Regions from separate parts of the Mus musculus genome. Here region 1 is linked to region 2. Evidence: chromatin contacts called from public Hi-C data. All regions are on one chromosome and are shown on one strand. The core of a region is the stretch at or near the end of the contact, and the rest is flanking DNA. Distances in the headings are between cores, read along the strand shown. Region 1 overlaps Gm41484 (a long non-coding RNA gene). Region 2 has its middle 38 kb from the start of Gm32865.

Evidence for each region. Hi-C and Micro-C count contacts between places; a contact is called where the count stands out from the background.
Region 1: a contact with region 2 is called in a Hi-C map of uterus, with 9 times the contacts expected there. The contact joins two enhancer-like sites. A contact is called at or near these places in 10 of 484 Hi-C or Micro-C datasets (adipose-derived mesenchymal stem cells, cortical neurons, embryonic stem cells and 3 more) and 2 of 115 datasets of contacts at active chromatin or transcription factors (fibro-adipogenic progenitors and pancreatic cancer cells).

Annotation. Positions count from the first base shown.
Region 1 is chr16:87,237,887-87,244,030 of GRCm38.p6, reverse strand. Gm41484 (a long non-coding RNA gene) reads left to right here. Exons shown (of 3, transcript XR_876207.2): 2 at 1,611-1,778; 3 at 3,078-3,194. Among named protein-coding and RNA genes, the nearest start is that of Gm41484, 5.7 kb to the left of the region's middle. Within about 2 kb of position 4,705, at least 7 of the 459 cell types and tissues checked have an H3K27ac peak or open chromatin away from gene starts, as enhancers often do. A contact at or near this core is called in uterus, where this site is marked.
Region 2 is chr16:87,087,721-87,093,840 of GRCm38.p6, reverse strand. No RefSeq gene overlaps it. Among named protein-coding and RNA genes, the nearest start is that of Gm32865, 38 kb to the left of the region's middle. Within about 2 kb of position 1,745, at least 12 of the 459 cell types and tissues checked have an H3K27ac peak or open chromatin away from gene starts, as enhancers often do. A contact at or near this core is called in uterus, where this site is marked.

The sequences.
Region 1 (6,144 bases), core at 3,456-5,955, 150 kb before region 2:
AGCTTGTCTTAAATCCAGGACAGAACAGGGGAGTGTTCTTGAGAATTTGCTCAAGGTGTTGGGGTAAGGGACCTGTTTAATTATTGGTTTGAACGTGATGGAAAGAGGAAGGCACACCCTCCAGCTGACACAAAATGGGCTTTGTGTGTGTGTGTGTGTGTGCAGGTATGTGTGTGTGCGTGTGTGTGTGTGTGCTTCACAGAAGTCTTCTGAGAAACACTCCTCATTTCGGTCCATGTTTGGAAAAACTTGGGAGTCTATTTTAATACCCAGACTTTCATATGGCATACCCAGACTTCTTTCAGAGGGGGATCCTGCTGTTGGGCTGGGTGCACACTGGCCACGTCTAGTCACTGAGTGCTTAAAATGTATCAGTTACAGCTGAGAAACCAAGTTCTTTACTTTGCAGAAGTTTACATAGAAAGTTCTCCTCCCGTTATCTCATTAGCATAGAAAGTTCTAGTTAAATAGCTCCAGAAGGTGCCTGCTTGCTAATTTCCTTCTTCCTTCCTTCCTTCCTTCCTTCCTTCCTTCCTTCCTTCCTTCCTTCCTTCTTTCTTCTTTCTTTCTTTCTTTCTTTCTTTCTTTCTTTCTTTCTTTCTCTCTCTCTCTCTCTCTCTCTCTCTCTCTCTTTCTTTCTTTCTTTCTTTCTTTCTTTCTTTCTTTCTTTCTTTCTTCTCTTTGCTTCCTTTATTTCTCTCTTTCTCTCTCTCCCTTCCTTCTTTCCTTGATTCCCTCCTTCCTTCTTTTTGTCCTTTCTTCCTTCCCTTTTTCCTTCTATACCTCTCTCCCTTCCTCCCACAGTCTTTGTCTGTCTGTCTTAAGACAGGATCTCATTACATAGACTTTGCTGACTTGGACCTTGCTACACAGATTGGGCTGGCCTCCAGCTTATGGAGATCCACCAAGTTCACTTCTTGGCTGCTGAGAATGTATTCCTTTAGTTAGGATTCATTCTGTTTTTATCTATACCATTCTATACTTGGTTTCTTCTAATGTAATTAAACAGAAATACAGCAATCTTTGGAAACACTTCTTTAATGGTTTGTACTTAAAATGCCTCTTACTAGTCCTTAATGTAGGAAGAATAGGGCTAATTCCATATTCTCCATGGGGCAGAGAGAAAGACCCATGCTATTTATTCCATCTGAGAGGGAACGTGCACTAGTTTAGCAATAAAAAATTCAAAGGAAGGAACTTTTTGGATTATCAACTGGCATCAGAAACAAACATACCTGCATACCCATTGCTGGTCTCAATAATTTACCCCAAAGAGTACCTGTGCATAGCTAGCCCAGTCTTAAAAAGTATTATCCCATTAAGAATAGATGAGAGAAAAGGAGTTATATATTTTTCATCATGTAGGTATACTTCAGGGTTTTCTATTAATGTCAAATTAGCATAGGGATATATAGGAAATTTTTACTAAAGGTAAAATGGCCTAGGGAGCTAACACTGGGGGACATGTGGGCCCCAAAAAGCACCCATGCTGTAACTGGCCTTCCTGACATGGGCACACTTGAACATAAACATCTGTTTATTGCTATGAGGGTAAGAAATGTCACAATAGCTGAAACACTGATCTGTGCTATCTCTGTTTGATTCCCTAGAACATGAGTCCTATGCTCTGGGGATGATGATTTTGGGCGGTTATAAGTAGCTGGAAGCGTGAAGACTCAGCACCCAGGCCTCTCCGTAAGCCTGTGTATTGGAGATTCACAGGAATGTTCCTGAAAGGCACACTCAGACGTGAGAGGCAGATGGATGTGTCCCAGGAGGTATTCACACTTGCAGATACTTAACTTGATGGATCAGAGAAGAAAGTTGGAGAGATGTGTGCACATGAACACCCCGTTCCCTTCCATTCCAGTTATCTCATTTCATCCTTACATCATTAGAGCACCAGCCCTCAGCAGCGTCGTGCCCTACTCACAAGTTTGCCAACACCTTCTCCAAATCATAGTGATCAGCACAGTTAATAGACTTCAGCTGTCTTTTTGGGAGACCTGGCAACAAAGTTAACTGAAAGAAAGCCATTAAAAAAGGAAAGGAAAGGAAAGGAAAGGAAAGGAAAGGAAAGGAAAGGAAGGAAGACTATTTTATGGCCTAAATGTGGAAATAATACAGACCACCAGCTAAGGTAATAAATAGTTTAAAAAAAAAGAGAAAAAGAAAATGTTCAGGTTTACTTCAATATTATGTACATAAATGAATGGTGGCAAAAGATCACCCTTAAAAGGTCCCACATTTGCCAACAAACTATTGCTGCTATGACCATTCCACCCACAGCAATGGTCTGAATGCTGTATGAAGGAGCTAAGGGACAATGCTCAAGTCCCCCAGCAAGGTCACCGGCAAAGGACACCATGGAAGCCATTTTCTGGGACCGTCTCTAAGCTGCTCTTCTCTGTGTTGGCCCCTTAGGAGGATCCCTTGTCCTTCTGGGATTCTCAGTGTTCATCACTGGCTGGACTTCACCAAAGGAAACCACAGGGACTTCTGGAAGACATGGGCTTACAAAACTATGTATAACTCAGTAAAACTGGTCGTGACGTTTGTCTGAGACGTGAGAGCAACAGGGTGCTATGTGCAGAAAGGCATGCATCTGCAAGGTTCAGAGAGTCTTGAAAGGCAGTACACACCCCCTACAGCTCCCCGTCTATTTTAGTATGGGTTTCCAAGGAGGCTGGGGAATTTACAGTGGCTCATCTTTCTTTTTTATGTTTTTAAATCTTTTGTGAATTAATTAATATCTGAAAAGAAATACAAGCAGACCATTATTTCCACATTTCAATATATATGATTATATAATATATATACATATATAATATAAATATGTTATACACATGTATTACATATATATACATATATACATATATATATGTATACACACACATACACACACACACATATATATATATATGGAAGTAGGTTTTTTTGAAATCTTGTTTTCTTGGGCTCTGGCCTCAAAACCCCAAAAACCTTGAATGGTAAATATAAGTAATTTTTTCTTTTATTAACTATTTTGCATTGAAATAATTTACTCTTTAATTTAATTTTCTCCCTTTACTTTTTAGTCATGAAAAGATGGTTTATAAAATCAGTCCCTCCGTTTTACATACAGAAGACAATGAAGAACTCTTCAGACTTAGAAGGCAAATACTGACACATTCATGAATGCCGGAATATCAATAAATGGAAATAAACATGCCAGTTTTAAAAATGCGCTTGTGTGTTCTTGTCTGTACATGTGTGTTGGAGGCCAAAGATCAATGCTAATGCCTTTCTCAGTTGTTCTTCATTTATTTATGAAATTTTAAAAATAAATTTTAAAAATTATTTTTAAGCCTGGGTTGCTTAGTCAGTGTTCTCTTGCTAGGAAGAGACACCATGAGCAAGATGGCGTTTATAAAGGAAGGTATTTAATGGGAGGCTTGTTTACAGGGTTAGTAGCTTAGTCTATTATCACCATGCCAAGGATCGGTAGACATGCAGACAGACACGGCATTGGAGAAGTAGCCGAGTGTTCTATATCCTGATCCACAGGTAGCAAGGAGAGAGACACTGGTTCCGGTTGAACCTTTGAAACCACCCCTGGCCATATAGTTCCTCCAACGAGGCAGCCCTTGTTCCAACAAGGCCACCCCTTCTAGCTCTCCTTAGTTCACCAGGTGGGGACCAAGCATGGAAGTATAAGAGTCTATGGGAGCCCCTCTCACTGAAGCCACCACACTCTTGCTCATAACCCAGAGCTCACCCACTGGCTAGACTGGCTGACTGACCTGACACAGGAATTCCCTTGCTTTGCCTCCCCAGTGCTGGTACAGCAAGATTTTTTTATAGGTATGCAGGGGATTTGAACTCAGATCCTCATACTTGCACTACAAGTGTTTTATCAGCCGAGCCTTCTCCTCAGTCCCGGAAACCTGACAATGTTGAGACTCCCCCTGGGAGTGGTAAAAGCTTTTATTCTCCCTTCATTTTAATCTGGGATTATCTGCTTTCGTCTTTAAAATGAGGAGATGTACTGTGAAGGTGAACAGGTCAAGTCAGGTTGTCTGCTGAAGGAACATTCCATAATATCCCAGAATAAGTTTTGCCCTGCATTCACTGGCCTTGACTATGGGAACTTCCCGTGACACTGCTTTGTGCTTGTGCTATTATGTGTTGTTCGAGGGATCTAGCTGCAGATCTAGTTAACTTTCTAAATCAGTTCAGAAATGACTGAACTAAGATAGGAACATGTTCCAGCTGGGCTTTACTTGCGCACACAATCTATTTTAATGTAGAAGGTCAAGAGGTTCGAAGTAGAGGCAGTTGGAGATCTGCAGGCATTGGCTATTCTTCCTGGCTTGGAGCGAGATGGGGCTTTGTGGTAAGAAATTTGAGTGACCTCTGTTGGCTGAGAATAGCCTCTGGATCCTAATTCCGAAGGAAATGGATGCTTTGGCCTTGCATCCTTGCAAAGAAAACCAATGGACGCAGTTTTTTACTCCTTCACAGGCTTCAGACCCAAACTGACACCTGATTTCGCTGTAGCTGCTATCACTTGGCCCTAGTGATAACAGCAGAGATGCCAGTCACACAGGGATAGACTTGTGACTTAGGGAGCTGTGCGGGAGAAATGAGTCTGTCCTACGTTGAGGTGCCGAGTTGTCAGTGGTCCATCCACAGCTCTAGATAACCAGCAGCTTCTGAAGAGCTTGCTCTCTTCCCTGGTGTGGCATCTGGACACTGTCATGAGCTCACGCCCACATCAGCCTGCACTGAGCAGAGTGGAGGTACTCTGGTCACAATGGGTCAGTCTCCAGAAGCCAGGCCTCCTAAGCAAACCACGTTGGATTTGCAGCAGTATCTCATGGACACAGAGTTTCTCTTTCTCATCACCCACCTCACTTCTGGAGTCTTTATGTCACGCTGAGCACATGCACTGTTTGTTCCTTTTAGAAGGCTGAATGTGACCATTTTTAGTACACGGAGCTGTTCTCTGCCTCCTGATAAAAGACTGTTTCTACGAGACACTCACATTCTACAGTGCTTCTGCTTCTATACAGCTTTTCTATCTGCTGTTGCCATTACCCACAGTCAACTGTTTCAAAAAATAATACTCTAAAATTCCACAAACAATCCATCACTTTTAAACTGTGTGCTGTCTGTGTAGCACTTTGAAGTCACACGCTGTTCTTCTTTGTCCCATCAGGATTGTGAATCATATTTCTGTCCAGTGACTCCAACATTAACTCTGCTACCTTCCCACTAGCCACTTAGTATGTGTCTGTGTTATCAGATTGTTGGTTTGTGATACCATAGTAATTGCACTCTGGTAATACTGATTTCACTTAATAGTGGGTCCAAGGCATAAGATAATGCTGTGGAAAACTTGTATATGCCAATGAGAAGTCAGAGATCCATATCATTAAGTCAAAAGATGTACGGTTTTTTTGACTTAATAAGGAAAGAGGAAGACTTATGTTCGAATGTAGTTAAAATTTATGATACTATTGGTAATCTCATATGATACCTAATTTACAAATTAATCTTTATAATGGGTGTATGTATAGAAGAAAAAAACCCACTTCCATAGTATTTATAGAGTTCAGTAATATCTGTGTTCTCAGATGTCCACCAGAAATCTTGGAGGCTATTCCCCAAGAGTAAAGAGATGTGTCACAGAGCTTCGTGGCGCTGTGGCACGGCTGTGGTCAGGAATACTATACAGGAATTCCACATGGAATTCCTCATTGCTTCTCCAGTTGAAGTGGCAACCCAATCACAGCACTTTATGATGAGAATCTTGGGGTGAATTGTAATCTAACTTTTTTTTTTTTTGCCGTTGTAAATACAGCTGCAAATTTTAAATATGTGAAAAGTAAATAAGTGGTCTTGTCAAGCTTCTGATTATGGTCAACAGCAGACGTGCTGTGGTGGATGACAGAAGTAAAAACTGCAGATGAAAACATCCCCGTGGCGATCTTATGCTGTCATCGTTTGAGCACACGTTTCTAAATATAAGCAATGTATCCGCACACGTGAGTCTGAATGATCTTCAATGAACTTGGGAGGCTCTTTCGCAATCTTGGGTCTTTTATTCAGGCTATTTTGTGCTCTGAAACGAAAGGCAGTCTGTGAAGCAGAGTCAAGTGT
Region 2 (6,120 bases), core at 496-2,995:
TTAATGATTTAAACAGTCTCATATCACCTAAAGGAATAGAAACAGTCACTAATAGTATCCCAACCAAAAAAAGCCCAGGACCAGTTGGGCTTAGTGCAGAGTTCTATCAGACCTTCAAAGAAGATGTAATACCAATACTCCTCAAACTATTCCACCAAATAGAAACCTAAAGTACTCTACCCAATTCATTCTATAAAGCCACAGTTGCTCTGATACCTAAACCACACAAAGACCCAAGAAAGAAAGAGAACTTCACACTAATTTCCCTTATGAATATTGATGCAAAAATTCTCAATATTATCTGAAATGGAATCCAAGATGAAGAAGGCTGTAATCAACTTCTTACCAGGTTAATGTAACATGGGATTGGCTGTGACACTTTCATTCATAGTAAGTGCCTGGATTGATGAAATGGAGCCACATTATGGGGCAACTGAAACAGACAGGACATCTCATTCTCTTAGCAGCAAGAACACGATGGTCTTCTGGTACCCTGGAGCTCTGAGCATCCTAACATTTTTTTAAATTTATTTTTTATTCTTTTTTTTTTTTCAAAAAAATCAATCATTCTACTTATTTACATCTCAAGTAGATAGGCACAGCCCCCAGTTGAGGGTTGGAGCCACCCACCCATCTCAAAGGTTTTAAACCCAGAAATGTTCCTACCCAAAGGAAAGACAGGGCCAAAAAAAAAAAATGAAGCAGAGACTAAAGGAAGGGCTGTCCACGGACCACCCCACCTGGGAATCCATCCTGTTTGCAGACACCAAACTGTGACATTGTTGCTCTTGTCAGGAGGAGCTTGCTGACAGGAATCTGATGTGGCTGTTCCTTGGGAGGTTCTGCCAGCAACTGACCTAAGTAAAACTCTTACTGCTCACAAGTTTCAGGTTTGTCAAATACTGTGATAGTCCTTCCATTAGCTCTTTTCTTCTTTCTAACCCATGATTATTTATGCTTTACAGCACTCTGCGCTGCCGATTTTTGTACATTTCCCAATTCTTCCATTGTCTACCAATTTGGGAATTTCACGGTTGGGTTCTTCTCCGTAAAACCCAGCCAAACAAATTGATTATCATCATCATCATCATCTCTGATAGGGTAGAATGTTTGCTTACCCCTCGTCACCTACTGGGTGAGAAGGACACACGTAGCTGGCCAGGTTCAATTGGGACTGTTGCATCACAGAAACCTTGTGCATCACCCCTACAAAGAACCCAATAATGGTTGCTTCTTGAACAAGGCCAGTGCTATGAGTGTGACAGTTGCCTACAGAGTTGAGAAGCTAGTGAGACAAGAAGCTCCATGGGACCTAGCAGCGCACACCTTCATTCTTCTTGCAGTTTTTCCAGCTTGCCTAAGCAATGCGTAAAAAAAAAAAAAAAAAAAAAAAAAAGAAAAAAAAAAGCAGAGTTCCTTTTAACAATGTGAGAATTTTATTTGCACGTAATTTATGAGTCCACCTTTCAAACTTGTAGGGGGTTGCATTTTGAAATCTGTGAACCCTCAGCTCTTCAAGAGCTTATATTAATCTCAGATGCTCATTAGGGAGGGAGAGAGAACACCCCTGAATTTAATAGTCTTGGTTTCTCTGCCAGCCCAGCTGGAGTTGGCATGTGAGTTGTGTTGCAACATCAACCTTTCCTTGTTCTTTTGCTAAATACTCCCTGGTTGTTTCCTGCACATAGAGAACACCAAAGGAGACCATGTCTAATCTCTGAAAGCAAATGAGTCACCTCTAGCGGTGACTCTGATAGTCAACAAAGTTTGAGCCATTTGAATGTATGAGTTAAAAGAGTTTCTGGGCAGTATGCATTTTGAATTCTTGGAATGTTGGTTACATAGGAGATCAAGGGAGATGATTATAAATAAAGGATTTAAAAATAATTAAAACAAAATCCAAACCCATTGCCATTTGTAGATTGTTGTAAATGCCGTCAAATAGAGGACAACACTGAACTGTTAAGTAATGGACCTGGGAATGCCCATGGGTAACCACACTTGGGAGATTGTGGAGAGGAAGGATAAATAGTTTACTCCACAAGGAAAGTTAAATTTTCACATGTATTAAACTAATGTTGTAGGCCACCTGCTAGTGGTGTATGTCCTAACAAGTTATCACATTAATTTCAGTACCACTAAGGGTTTGATTTCAAAGAAAATCAATTAATATGCCATATCTATAATCTACCATACTGATATCTCATAGCTGCTATAAGGATTGTAGTGAGATAATGGTAAATAAATTTATCGCCACTCACTTATGACAAGAGTATAGTCCATGAAAAAACATTAGAGTAGATAGAGATAGCATCAGTGGTGCCAAGAGGAAGCTGTGGAGTTGAAAGTATTGGCTTGAATTTCAGATCATCTCCTTAGCCATGACTTTGAGATTATTTCACTTCCATTGAGTGTGCATTGTTTACCCTGTAAAAGGACAGTAACAAGGCCAATTTACTCTGTAAGACTGGTATGAAGCCATTATAATATACACAAGTCCTTTAGGATGTGACTTTTAGTGTGTGTTCAATAAACATTATCAAGACATTATTGGCAAAAATGACTCACATTTGAACTTTTGCTTATTTAGGGGGGAATAAATATAACACATTTTTGAGGCAGCTTAGATGACCAAAAACAAATTGATGGGGAGGAACAATTAATTCTTATTCTGGTGTTCAGAAAACCCAGTGGAGCTTTGGATAATAACTTACAGAAAGTCAGGTACCACACTATTGCAAAAGTTTTGACCAGTCTATATTTTCCCACGATGCACATTATATTCATCCTGCAAAAGAAGACAGAGATTGCAAACATTGTTAAGTAGTAGTACGGCTGTGGTGCAAACACAGCTTCCTCAGCAAGACAACCAGATACATTTTGAAGTATGAGTGTTCTCTGAATGTATTAAGGCCCCTTTTTTAAAAATATTTTTTATTATTATGTATTTTCCTCAATTACATTTAGAATGCTATCCCAAAAGTCCCCCATACCCTCCCCCCTACTTCCCTACCCACCCATTCCCATTTTTTGGCCCTGGGGTTCCCCTGTACTGGGGCATATAAAGTTTGCAAGTCCAATGGGCCTCTCTTTCCAGTGATGGCCGACTAGGTCATCTTTTGATTCATATGCAGCTAGAGTCAAGAGCTCCGGGGTACTGGTTAGTTCATAATGTTGTTGCACCTACAGATCTCTTTAGCTCCTTGGATACTTTCTCTAGCTCCTCCATTGGGGGCCCTGTAATTCATCCAATAGCTGACTGTGAGCATCCACTTATGTGTTTGCTAGGCCCCGGCCTAGTCTCACAAGAGACAGTTATATCAGGGTCCTTTCAGCCAACGCTTGCTAGTGTATGCAATGGTGTCATCGTTTGGAGGCTAATTATGGGATAGATCCCTGGATATGGCAGTCTCTAGATGGTCCATCCTTTTGTCTCAGCTCCAAACTTTGTCTCTGTAACTCCTTCCATGGGTGGTTGTTTCCAATTCTAAGAAAGGGCAAAGTGTCCACACTTTGGTCTTCGTTCTTTATTAAGGCCCTTTGACGAGTTCCGAATTTGAGATAGCATTTCCAGGAAATTCCCAAAACGTTCCGTTTGATTCTGGAGTCATCTTCCAAAAGTCTGTTTCAACTGAATTCATCAGCCATGACTCACCTAATGGTCAGCAGAGGGTAGTAAGGTCTGTTTCTATGGGCAAATGCTTTGAATGAAGGGAAAGCAGAGATTCCTGGAGGGTTTTCTGCCTTGAATCTTACTGTTGTGTCCAGTGGCCTAGAGCCATTGGATGTCATTTGTTCCACTATCAGTTTGATAGATCTCCTTTAGTGTATGTACTTCTGCTAATAAAAACCTGTGCCCGTCACAACATGTAATGATATCATATTCTTTTTTATATTTAAAAGATAATTATTATTGTGTGTGTGTGTGTGTGTGTATGTGTGTGTATATGTGTGCCACACTGTACATATGGATGTCAGAGGAAAACTTAAGTGACTCAGTTCTTTGCATATGCCTTTCTGTGTATTGTAGGGGTTGAATTAGGCTGTCGGGCTTGCAGAGCAAGCCCCTTTACCACAATAATGAGCCTTCTGAGCAGACCAAATGCTTTCATTCAAAAATTTTTTATTTCAATGAAATTTAAATAGGTAGTCTATATGGAGAAATTTACTTTTTAAAGGTCAACCTTAAGCTACATAAAATGCTAATTTTTTGAAGAAATGTGTTCAAAGAAGTTCTTGACCAATACTTTTCGAAATGTTTTCATTTGGTAAGCAACTCTTCAGATAAGCTTTTTGACTCAGGAGTCTTTCATGTTAATGATTTACCAAAAATATCATCTGCGTCATCAGGAATGTTGGCAGCACAGCATGTCTTCATCCGTTTAAGAATGATTTCTATCACTTACTTTTCATAATGCTTGAAAATGTCTTATTTCAAACTGACAGAAAATAATTGTGCTTAGGTATGAGTTGAAATGTGATGTTGTTGGGCCTGTCCACAGTCTGAGTATGTAATGATCAGACTGGGCTAATTGGTAAGGAAGTTCTCTGAGATATTAGTCTTTTTTGTGTGGTGAGGAGATACAGAATCATCTTTCCTGACTCCTTTGACTCAACATACAACAGCTTTCATGGCAGTTTCTCTCTTCCTTTATCATAGTGGCTGTCCTAACCAAATTTCCACCAATAACACAAGAGAGTTCCACATTATCCTTATCCTCACTAGCATCTGTTGCCTTGTACCTCTTTGAAAAGAGTTATTCAAAAACAAGGTAAATGATATCTTGGTGTTCTTTTGATTTGCATGTACCTGATGATCAGAGATATGGAGCAGGTTTTTTTTTTTTTTTCATACCTTTGGCGATTTGTGTGTATTCTTTTGAGAAGTTCCCATTCAGATCATGTGCCCAGGTATAAGCTGGATTATTTGTGCTCATGTTTTGAGCTCCCTGTATGCTGTGACTATTAATCTCTTCTGGGATAAAGGGCTTGCCAACGCCTTCTCAGTTCACTGTAGCATTATTACCAGGGAATATCCACTTGCCTCACAAATTCTCTTCCAAGGACGACTATTCTATAGACATTGTGTGTATTCTTTTTATCTTATCAACCAGTATCATAAAGAAGCTTTCAGATGGTCACTAGGATTAATACTAAATATTAAATCATCTATTCACTGAGATCTTTTTCTTTTCTTTTTTTAACACTAGCGAGACAAGTGTTCCTTTATATACAGACAATGGACTACGTGAAGACCCTAGTCACCACTGATTAGAAACTAGCACAACATTTAGTATTTCTTGATCAACAAAATAAAGTATTTCAATGTGAGCTACTGATGGTGTTTTCTCCTAATATTGCCAAATTCATTCTCTGCCTTACAATCTTACCATGAATTTCTGAATTCTTTGGGAAGACTTCATTCTTACATTGACCACTTTGCTCTGAATACTCCGCCATGTTTTCTGCAGAAGCTTGAGTTCCTCATTCTCCTGTTCACCCTGAAGGCCACAGTGCATCATTTGACAAATGTCATTTTACTTATAAAATGTACATGATTCCCCAGGTAATGCAAGAGGAAGTTTCAGCTTCAAATTACAACATGACATCACATCAAAGAAGTGGCCTTGGAAAGATCACCATTGAAGAAAAAAAAATGTGACATTAATATGTCCCTTTTGGATTAGTTATATAATCCCAAAGATGTCCATGTGTGAGAGTTGGACTACTGTCTGGTCCTGGAAGAAAGTGAGAGCAATAAATTCATTTAAAGTGTCAACTTTAGTTTAAACGACATGAGCTGAGTGGTCCCCAAACAGAAAATTTGATAGCTCAGCCGTTTCCTATTCCAGTTTCTGTTACACTCAGCAATAAATGAATTCCCCACTGGTAGAGTAACCACTTCAGAGATTCTGACTCTTTTTCAGTGAGTCTGGATAATATGCTCCTAGTTACACTAGTAAAAGAGAAAAATAAAAACAAGGTAAGTATAGTTTATATACTTTCCAAATGTATTCTTTAGATTTTCAGAAAGGGGTAGATCTTCTATGTACTGTTAGTAATGATTTTATGTCATTTAAACTTATTTTTCTTCTTTTCTTACTGTTTTGCCATTATAGA